Linked DNA regions of Mus musculus: region 2 is linked to region 1. The links are chromatin contacts, called in public HiChIP or PLAC-seq maps. All regions are on one chromosome and are shown on one strand. Each heading gives the region's core, a stretch centred on a gene start, on an enhancer-like site or on the middle of the called end of the contact. The rest is flanking DNA. Distances are from core to core; before and after follow the strand shown. Region 1 has its middle 22 kb from the start of Gm42228. Region 2 overlaps Fam126a (family with sequence similarity 126, member A).

Evidence for each region. HiChIP or PLAC-seq counts read pairs in DNA pulled down with a chosen protein or histone mark.
Region 2: a contact with region 1 is called in an H3K4me3 HiChIP or PLAC-seq map of bone marrow-derived macrophages, with 5 times the contacts expected there. The contact joins two enhancer-like sites. A contact is called at or near these places in 2 of 115 datasets of contacts at active chromatin or transcription factors (bone marrow-derived macrophages and fibro-adipogenic progenitors) and 3 of 9 other capture datasets (adipose tissue, liver and pancreatic islet).

What each region holds. Positions count from the first base shown.
Region 1 is chr5:23,872,387-23,877,867 of GRCm38.p6, forward strand. It overlaps the pseudogene Gm9534. Among named protein-coding and RNA genes, the nearest start is that of Gm42228, 22 kb to the left of the region's middle. Within about 2 kb of position 2,180, at least 62 of the 459 cell types and tissues checked have an H3K27ac peak or open chromatin away from gene starts, as enhancers often do. A contact at or near this core is called in bone marrow-derived macrophages, where this site is marked.
Region 2 is chr5:23,997,040-24,002,015 of GRCm38.p6, forward strand. It overlaps Fam126a (family with sequence similarity 126, member A), which reads right to left. Exons shown (of 11, transcript NM_053090.3): 2 at 2,902-2,980. The coding sequence starts at 2,952. Among named protein-coding and RNA genes, the nearest start is that of Fam126a, 31 kb to the right of the region's middle. Within about 2 kb of position 2,677, at least 15 of the 459 cell types and tissues checked have an H3K27ac peak or open chromatin away from gene starts, as enhancers often do. A contact at or near this core is called in bone marrow-derived macrophages, where this site is marked.

The DNA.
Region 1 (5,481 bases), core at 930-3,429:
AGGAAAGCCAGACCTTACCAGCTAGGACAACAGTCTGTCGGCAGTACGCTTCCCATCCCTCCCAGTGTGTGTAGAGCAGTCTATGTGTGTCTTACAGGCAGTGGAGAAACCCTTTGGTTGTGGCCTGCTGTTCTTCAAGGCTGGAATTGTGTCCCTTTGGTCTTTCCAGGGTTCTGGATTTGTGGATGAATCTATTCATAGCTTTCCCAAACTCTGTTTCACCTAAAATAAAATCCAGATAAGCTTCAACCATATCCCTCGGTTGTTCATGGTAGACTCCTCTGCTTCCATGTTGAATGGTTTGTGTGTGTACCTCTATCTTTCCTTCCTCAGGGATCTGGGATTTGCTACAGTTCTGGAATGTCAGTGGTATTGTAAGACCCTAGGGAACAAATCTGACTCATGAGTTCCAGGAGTTGTTGGACGAATACCCGTATCTTCCTGGCCTTCAGTGAGACAGTCCTGAGTACATGATACAGTCCCTGAAGATTTCCCACTCTCCCTACAGTCATATTCATGCCATTCCCTTTATCGACATCTCCCCCACCCTGCTCTCGTTTCCTGTCCCACTTCCCTTTCTTTTCCTCGATGTCTGGATCACATTGCAAACAGATTAATTTTCACCCTAGAATCTTGTCTTAAGATAGGCTCAGGAAAGAACCAAGCTAAGGCACAGAGGAAAGGGAAAGAGAAGGGGCTAGTTCAGAAAGCACGAAGACCAAATTGCCACTTGCTCAAAATGTGAGCTCCTGGAAATCGTCACAGGTACTTACTGGTTACTCTTTCTAAAAAACTAGATGCTTGTGGAGGTGGATTAGAAATACACAACTATTTCAGAGGTACTCAGCACAGGGAAGACAAGTCCTGCAAAGTCCTGAGGAGCCAAGTAGAGCTCTGAAGGAAGGTGAGGCACAGGGGGCAAGAGGTAGGAGCTGCTTATTATACAAATGGATGTACTGCCAGGCTACTAGAAACAAAGATGACAACCAAACAACAATGGTGGAAATACAGAGAACATTGGCTTCAGTCTTATTGTATGGGAGGGGATAAAAGCAGGCTTTGTGTACAGTACCCTACTGAAATCTCACAGTATCCTGATGAAATTAGTTCTGTAATTGTTCTTACTTTGCAGAGAGGCAGAGAATATGAAATAAAGTAACTTTGAAAGTTCACATAGGCAAAACATGGAGTGGGCATACCCTTTCTATTGAGCTACCACTTATGTATTCCTCTGTCCATTTATCATCTGAATACACACCTCTACATATTGATCTTTCATCTTGTTCATAAAGTTGATCTAGTGTTTTGTTGTTGTTGTTTGTTTTTTTTTTTTTTTTGGGCTTTTCAAGACAGGGTTTCTCTGTATAGCCCTGGCTATCCTGGAACTCACTTTGTAGACCAGGTTGGCCTCGAACTCAGAAATCCACCTGCCTCTGCCTCCCAAGTGCTGGGATTAAAGGTGTGCGCCACCACTGCCCGGCTAATCTAGTGGTCTTTATCTGAAAAATAAATTGAGAAAAGTGAATACTAATCATAAGCCCATAAGAAGAAACTGAATTAATCAGGGAGATGAGCAACATTGTCAATAGGTGAAGATGGCTCTTACTTGGGAATGACGTCATGTCTACTGGCAGCGTTCCCACCCCTGTTCTTCCCCATATACATAGGGAATTTATAATTTTGAAACAAATGCTGCAGGGATCCACTCTATTATCGTGACCAAAGAGTGGCCCATCCTCCTTGACACATTTGCCTCTCTTAAGTTTTTAGAGGTTTTGGGGGAGGAATTTACAAGATGGGAAGGAGTAATTCGTCTCCCAAGATGGTAGGATAGGCTATGCAGGTCCCATGGGCATGCTGCTTGCCCTTGCCCTTCTCAGATGGAGTCCCTGAAGTTTTAATAATCCATTTAACTGTACCAAGTTACCCTGCCTGCCCCCTGAAATGTGGTCAAGCCATATGAACTCAGCTGCAGCCCACTGTTTGTATGTACACTCGCAGACAGAATATTAAGATGTGGTTAGACACATGGCCTGGAAATAATAAACGAAACACCAACATAGGAAGAGTAAACAAAATGAGAGACCTCGCTGAGTTTGCATTGCCTTGGGTGTGCAGCCTCCAAAGAAGGCTTGCTGCCTCTCTAGGAAGCACCCCGCTGTGCACTGCTGGGGTTTTTACAGCCAACAGGGGAACTAGTTGATAAACCCTGTACAGAAATAGAACCTCTACAAGAAGTGAAACCAAGTTCCATCTGAGAATGAAACCACACCCAGTCACATGAGATGCCCGTGTTGTCACCTGGCTCAGGTCACAGGGGCCAATGGGCTGGTCCAGCTGCCTCACTGCTGTGTCCTTCTCTGCAAGGGGGAGGGGGAAACACTGAGACTTAGTGGACGGATGCTGCCTTTTCTGCTGACCTTGACACCGTGTGCTCCCTGGGCTTGTCCTGAGTGTCAGTGATGTGGACAGCAGGTTTGTCTGCAGACTAGCAATGGCCCTTTCAACCTGGGTGACAGCTGCAAAGGCAGCTGTAGTGGATGTGAGTGATCAGATTAGTAAAGTGAGAGAGAGAGAGTAGGTCACCTACAGTCCTTGCAGTGCTGATAACAGTGATGGTCACCGATTTGTCGCCAGCACAGTGACATGGGAAGGAAGATGGGGGGGGGTAGGAGAGGTGGGGGAAGAGGTGAATGGGAAGAATTCTTACTGTGTCAGGCGAATAGTCACCAACCTCATTCATCTCATTTAACTCTTACAATTCTAAGAAGCTAATGGTGCTTCCGTTTTACAAACTAGAAAACTGAGGCACACAGAGGGAAACTGCTTTCTCAGGATTGCAGAGGAAGAACATGATGGAGCCAAGCCTCAAAATCCAGGCCGTCTGACTCCAAAGCTTATGGCTTCTACCACCATTGAAGAAAAGATCCCCAAATTTATTTTCAAACCTGTAATAAACTTGAGCCAAAAAATTTACCCTGAAGTCCTTTAAAAGAAGTTAACAGAGAGAAGGAAAGTTTTCTTGACCCCAAGCAGAGGACACACTGAAGTCTCATGCGGCTTTTCTTATTCTGGATGATGTTGTTGAAGCTGCAGTACATCTAAATAAGAACTGTTTAGATAGAAAGCATGATAAGGGGTTCCAGTCTGCAAGGCGAGTATTTTAGACTCCTTAATAGCTTCCTTTATCTTGGCCATCAACTCACAGGCACTACAACTGCTCAAGTATAGGGTAGCCTGAAGTGTTCAGCTCTAAGTTGGCAATTAGAACACATTGCATCAGGAGCCATGCACGCTTTGTAAATGGAGGCAAAAGACAAGCTGTCAGATCATCCCACTGTCAGAGCATCCTGCTGCACTCACCGCTTTATTAGAACGCTAATTTCTACCACCACCATCAGCAATAATCAAAGGTCACGCTGGAGGGTAATATTTTGTGGAGAATGTAGGAAGTTATCACTGGCAAGAATTTAGAAATCTTTTCATTCGCTTGTCTGGGCCTAAAACGGCTCCAGAATGTCGGTAAATGAAAATCTTCCCTCCAGAACCACGGTCTACCTGTGTATTAGGGGACAGCAGAGGTGGTCATTTCTTGGGCATTCCTTCTATGCGGAACTTTAAAAAACTGGATTTCACGAAATCCTTCCTTTCCCAAAGTGAGCTGAGAGTGAGTGTGTAGATGGACACATGTGCCAGCATGCATGCCTGTGTATTTGCCCCATGCTACAGATGAGGAAAGTTGAGTTCCAAGAGGTTAAGCCCACTGCCCCAGGACATGAAGCTGGTAAAAGATATCAGGTTTCAGCTGAATTCAATTCTAGACCTGTTTGGCTCCAAATCCCTTTCTTCTACAGACTACAATATTGCTTTTCCTGTAGCCCTTAATGGCTTGTCACCTCTATTCCTCTGCCCATTGCACTGGTGAGGGTGGCACTGTCCACAGCTGATCTGTGTTGTCCCCTGTGAGGCTCACAATCCAGTCCCTGTGGATGGTGATGGTAAGAGCACTGCCAGCCAGCTTTGCCATAGCTGCTAGGGTAATCACCATTGCATAGCAGGCCGCCTACCAAGGGAGGGAAGAAGAGGCTGGAGGGAGGCCAAGAATAGACCTCTGGCCCAGGGAAGAACATGCTTATTTATCTGACTGCTTGAGGAACATGTAAAGGGAGCCTGTGACCTTTGAGAGGAAAAGGCGCTGTGTTAAGTCTAAGCCAAACGCATTTTATTCCTCTCCCCGTCAGACCAGATGCAATGCTAATTCGTACCTTGCGGATGAGTCTGCTGTTCCACTGCCTCATCCTCTGCGGGATTTGGGATCCAATTCAGAAATTAGAGGCCTGGAGGGCAGACAAAAGGGGATGGTGAGGCAATTAGGTAGAGAGCACCTCTTGACAGATACCTGGCTGTGTTGATAGCATGAACTCTTATTGCACAGGAGTGAGAGAAGAGACACAGGTCCTGCTGAGGCAGCCATGTCAGAGTCGCTCCATCTCCCTCCTGTAGGCAAACACCAGCTTGAGGACCACTTGCCAGAAGTTGTGAGTGAAGACTGAGTCACGAGCAACTGCAAACGGAAACCCCAGGGCCAGGTATTGATATTGGCTTTAAGAGGCAGATCACAGTTACGTCACCATCTAATGCAGAGCCATTATGTCTGACTTCATGTTTGTGCCCACCAGGTTCATCATTTCCATCAGCAGTCCCAGGCTTAGGCAGGGCTCAGGGCAGATTCCATGAGCACTAAAGCCTCTGCAACAAATTTAAAACCAAAACCAAAACCAGCCAAGCAAAACCAGAGCTGAACATTGCAAGTGAATGAAAGCAAACCCCGTAAGAAAGAAGACAAAACAAACAAACAAACAAACAAACAAACACAACCTGGTTTCCAGTTAATTTAAAGAATGTGAAATTCTAAGGCTACATCTGACTGTCCTGGACTTAATCTCTAACCAAGTCTTAGCAACTGGGCCTAAGAAACAACACTCCAGGTTTTAAAGCAATTGACTTTTCTATGACCTGTCTATCCAAGTCTGTTGGGTGTGACCAAAAAGCCATGCTGACTAGCTGACTAGTCATGGACAGGACAGGTAGAAAAGCCTTTATTCTTTCTGGGCAAGGGAGATTTTATAAAGATATTACTACTAAAGACTAAAAGATCTCCATTTAACAAGTAAGTCTCCCAGTACTGAGGTTAGCTATCTGGTACAGGGTGTATCTTTTACACATGGAAATTGTCTTGACTGAAAATAAAGACATGTAAAACTTGTACGGTGACAGGCAGGTAGATCAGTGGAATTGAATTGAAGACCCAGAAATGAACCTACATATCTATGGTCACCTGATCTTTGACAAAGGAGCTAAAACCATCCAGTGGAAAAAAGGCAGCATTTTCGACAAATGGTGCTGGTTTAACTGGTGGTCAATATGTCTACATATTCTTCTAAGAATGCAAATTGATCCATTCATATCTCCCTGTACAAA
Region 2 (4,976 bases), core at 1,427-3,926, 130 kb after region 1:
GATTGGAATTTTGGTGAATTTAATTTGAGGAGGGAAGAAGGAATTACACCATTGCTTTTTGTTTCATGTGGCCTAGGATTCCATCAATCCCTCTCCCATTGGAAAAGTTTCCTTATCTTTATATTAAATTTTTAAACTTTACAAAATGTTGATATGCCACAGCAATGCATCCTAATGACAAAGCATTACTTAGATGAAGCCTTTATGCTTTCATACTCTTAGTTTCTTTTAGTGGAAGACAGTATTTAGTAAAGCAAGACTTGGTGCTTGCTATATTGCTATGCGAGAGGGTGCACTACCTACAAGGTCCTCTAAGCACAGCACCAAGAAATGTACACATGCACATGCGTATCTGACACATCTTTAGAACCCATGCTTCCCACCCAGTCTTCCAACTCTGGTCTAACCCCACTCCTTGATTTCTTATCGACAATCTCCGTTCCAGGTTTTGCAGTGCCTTTCTCAGACAAAGCAAAATCAAATTCTCATATCCTTAATATATGTACTTATGTATTCGATGGCACTAATCTGCCAATGAAGCCTCTCCAGCTAGCTCTTGTACAAGTCACCTCTGCATCTTCTTGCTAACCAGACAACTACTCTGTTCCCTCAGACACCAGAACACACAACTGCCAATACTGCAGCCTGCCCTCTCTGTCCTCCCTAGTGCATCCCCTTGATATCTCAGCACTACAGGAGGAATGGGAAAGAATTAGCAGATAGGCATTATCTTAGGGTTTCCTATCTCTGTGATAAACACCACGACCCAAAGCAAGTTGGGGAGGAAAGGTTTATTTGGCTTACACTTCCAAATGGAGGCAGGAGCTGATGCAGAGGCCATGGAAGCATGCTTCTTACTGGCTTGGTCCACATGGTTTGCTCGGCCTGTTTTCTTATAGAACCCAGGGCATTCAGTCCAGAGATAGCACCACTCACAATGGGCTGTGTTCTTCCCCATCAATAACTAATTAAGAAAATTCTCTATAGACTGAACCACAGTCCAATTTTTTTTGTTTTGGGTTGGATTTTGGTTTTTGAGACAGGGTTTCTTTATGTAGCCCTGGGTATTCTGGAACCCACTTTGTAGATCAGGCTGGCCTTGAACTCACAGAGATCTGCCTGCCTCTTGCTTTTTGAGTGCTGGGATTAAAGGCATGAGCCACTAGGCCTGATTCAACAGCCTGATCTTATGGAGGCATTTTCTCAATCAAGGATTCCTCTACTCAGATGACTACATTTGTATCAAAGTGAACTAAACAGAACTAGCACAGGCACTATGGTTTTAAACATTTGTCATAATCATTGCCCCCTCCCCCATGGCCAGTATTTAACACTCTTCTCTGCACACTCCCCTTAAGTGATTCTTAAGGAATCAGTAACTGGCTATGTTGGCTTTTCCACCTTTGACATAAGAATGGTCTACAAAAAAAAAAAAATGGTACTCAACAGTTAAAGCAGAAAAGTTCCATCAACTGGCCCTCACTCCGAAATCATGACAATGTACGCAAAACATATAAACACCTTTGAAGAAGAGGAGAAGCTTAAAAACTCCTTGAATGACCATTACAAATTTGACAAGAGGGATGTACATATTATATTTAATCCAAATATTAAAATTTGCAAAAAGTGTCAAATAGTGTACTTTTCTACATTCCACACTGCTTCGTGGTGAATTGAGAAGTCCAAAGAAGCACACTCAGTTGGTGGCAATAGATTCTAAGAAAGTAACAAAGCCTATCTGGTGTTCACGAGGACTAGACAAAAGCTGCAGATAAAGCCAGCAGTTAACCGGATTCACAGCTTCTCCCATGGTTGCTTAGCACCTGGAGTATAGGAACAACTCCTCTGAGTGACTACTACTGTACTCTTACGTACTGAGAATCCCTGTCTGAAATCACAGACTTTGTCATCTGAACGTGTATCAGTAAGAACGACACATGCCCCTCCTGTCCAGAGTTTAAATCACTGCCGAGGAGGAGAAGCCTTGGTTTCCATCACAGATGAAGGCTTCAGACCAAGACAGCAGGATCCTGAGTCCACTTGCAAGTCCAGACTAGATGTAAAACTCATTACATTACACACAGTCCTGCTTTGGTATGAAACTATCAAAATATGGCTTTATTTAAATTTCACCTAAAATGCCTCTTCTCCAAATGCTATCCAAATTTTATCTTTTCCTTTGTTTGGTGATGTCACTGTTGTTGGGCAATCATCTCCTTCCCTGCAGAAAGCCAGGAAACTTAGTGCTATTGGATTGTAAATCTGTCCCTGATGTCTGGGCTCATTAGTCCAGATAAAATCCACAGGACATTTGCTGCCCAATCTCTTCATGTCTGTGCTTTAGGATTATGAAGTGCCCCACGAGGACAGGAGAAAAAAGCCAGCTGGTTTAAGGAAGACAGTTTAGCTACCATAGAGAAGAGTTCATGAGACCACAAAGCTAATCTTATTTTCTTCACCAATGAGTCAAAGATTAACTCTACTCTCACAGCTCCTAGGTCAGCCTTCTAGAAAAAGACCTCTTGGTGAAGATTAAGGAAATACCTTGCTGCCTTCTACTATCTGTCAACCATGTCCAGTTCCACTACTTCCCTTCATTTCTGACAATGGGTCACTGATGGCCACTAGGGTGACATCAACATTCATGGCCATGGTAATGTCACATGGAAGGAAGAGAATAAACAGATGAATAAGCTCTTTGAGTCACTTGGGAAAAAGGAATTAATCGTCCACAAAAGATTACTATGCAATAAGTGCTCCCTACTGCGACACAGTATAATATTCTTTCCCCACAGATGATTTAGCATGTGGGGCATATAAAATATAAAAACACCATTAGAATTTAAACCCAGACAAAATTTGTTTAGGATAAAATTTCTGTATTAGAAGAGTTGTTATTACCTTAAATTCTGACAGCCATTCTTCCACAACTCCTATCTCTGAGGTGAACATCTTTCCACATTTGTTTCAAACCTTCAACCTGAAAATGAACACAGAAAAGTATGAAATATTTGAATTAATTTTATTTCAGTCTTAATACTTTGTACAGAGTTGTTCCTGCAGCTAGTTACTCCTTACTTGGGAAATTAGTTGCAATGCCCATAGGCAAACCTTAACGCAAAATTCTAACAAAAGTGTAAATAACATAAAATAATAAAACTGCCTCTACAATTTTCATTCAGCTTTCAGAAATGCCAGTTGTAAAATATTCAAACATTCTTTACTTTTGATTGTATAATTTCAAACATGATCATCTTAAACTTGTGAAAAAGACTTCAAAAGATTTGTTAACTACACATCCTATTGCAAGGCACTGTTTCTTGGATTAAATTTTATTCTGCAACTAAAAACACTTATTATGGAGCCTGGCAATAGTGTTCTTACTCAGTAATAAAGAACACCACAAACTCGCATAACCTGGGTCCCACTGTCTTTCAAAGTCTATAGACAACCCTAAAGGAAAAATACATGTTCTTGCCAACAAATAAATTAATCCATGGTGACTTGAGTGATGCATAGCTTATCTTTTAATAAAAAGAAGCCCATTATCAAGTCAAGAGTATCAGAAAAACACACATTTGTACTGTGCCTTGTATTTTATAGAACTGTCTAGATAAGCGGGTTTGGAATTATGTTCAAATATTACCCAAAGCACTGCTAGATCAGATACTGCCTTTAAAAGTCAACAGGGGGCGAGGGGGAATCACATCTTCAAATGTCAAGACTGGGGAAAATTCTCTTTTGACTCTAATAAAGTTGATAGCAAAGTTTCTGCTCTGTCTACCAAAAAGGCAAGTCTCCATTAACTTTATCCTTTGCTTTAGTTAACTACACCCTTTCATGTTGTTGCTGGGCTGTTTTGGTTTTGTTTTGCCTTAGGTGGGTGGCTGGCTGGCTGGTTGGCTGGCTGGTTAGCTGGCTGGTTGGTTGGCTGGTTGGTAGGCTGGATGGTTGGCTAGTTGGTTGGCTGGTTGGCTGGTTGGCTGGTTGGCCAGTTGGCCAGTTGGCTGGTTATTTCTCAGAGAGGGTTATACTCTATAGACTGGCTGCCCTCAGATGTACAACCTTCCTGTTTCAGCAGTGCTGTAATCATAGGCTTTAAGCTACTTTACATTCTTACTCATTTTCTTCCCACCTCTACCTACTGACATTATATATCCATTATATAGCCTTTTGTATTTATTTGTGAAACAGAGGATATGTAGATACAGATGTTTTCTTTTTATATTCTACTGCTTAATAAATAATAAAAAGGTATCAGGAATTGGCCTCAATATAGCATTGCAAATAATAGGGATGGTAAGATTTTCATGAAAATTCAAAAGAAATGCAGTTAAGATTAAGATCAATTTTGATGCTATTAAGAAGATATCAATAGGATGTGCAAAAGGTACAGGATAGTCAAGGCCTTGAAAACAACAGAGCTGGAAGACCTGGACTTCAGATAGCAGAATTTACTGTAGAACCTAACAAACTCAAAATTAGCATAGTGTTCTCTGAGGACAGAATAATATGCTAACAGAAGCAGACCTACAAATACACGGCCATTTGTGAATATCACAGAACACATGAGGACCACAGAATACATGGTCTCAATTCTGTGAGGGAAGGACAATCTCTAAAATAAATGTGGCTAGGCCAACTGGACAGCTGAGTGGGCAGAAGAAGGAAAGAAAGGGAGGGAGGGAGGGAGGGAGGGAGGGAGGGAGGGAGGGAGGGAGGGAGGGAGGGAGGGAGAAAGCCAGTCACAGCTAGCCATGATGGCCTAGATCACATTACATGCAGAGCCCATTTCTAGTTGAACTATAGATCTAACAACAACAAAAGTAAGAAAGGACCTTTATAATGTTGGAATAGGGATAGATCTCCTAAATCAAAGGCACAAAGGACTATCATAGGTGAGAGAAGAATACATTGCATATCACTAAATGTAACAATTTTTTATTCTAATTGAGCAGTGGTGGCAAGCCTTTAAT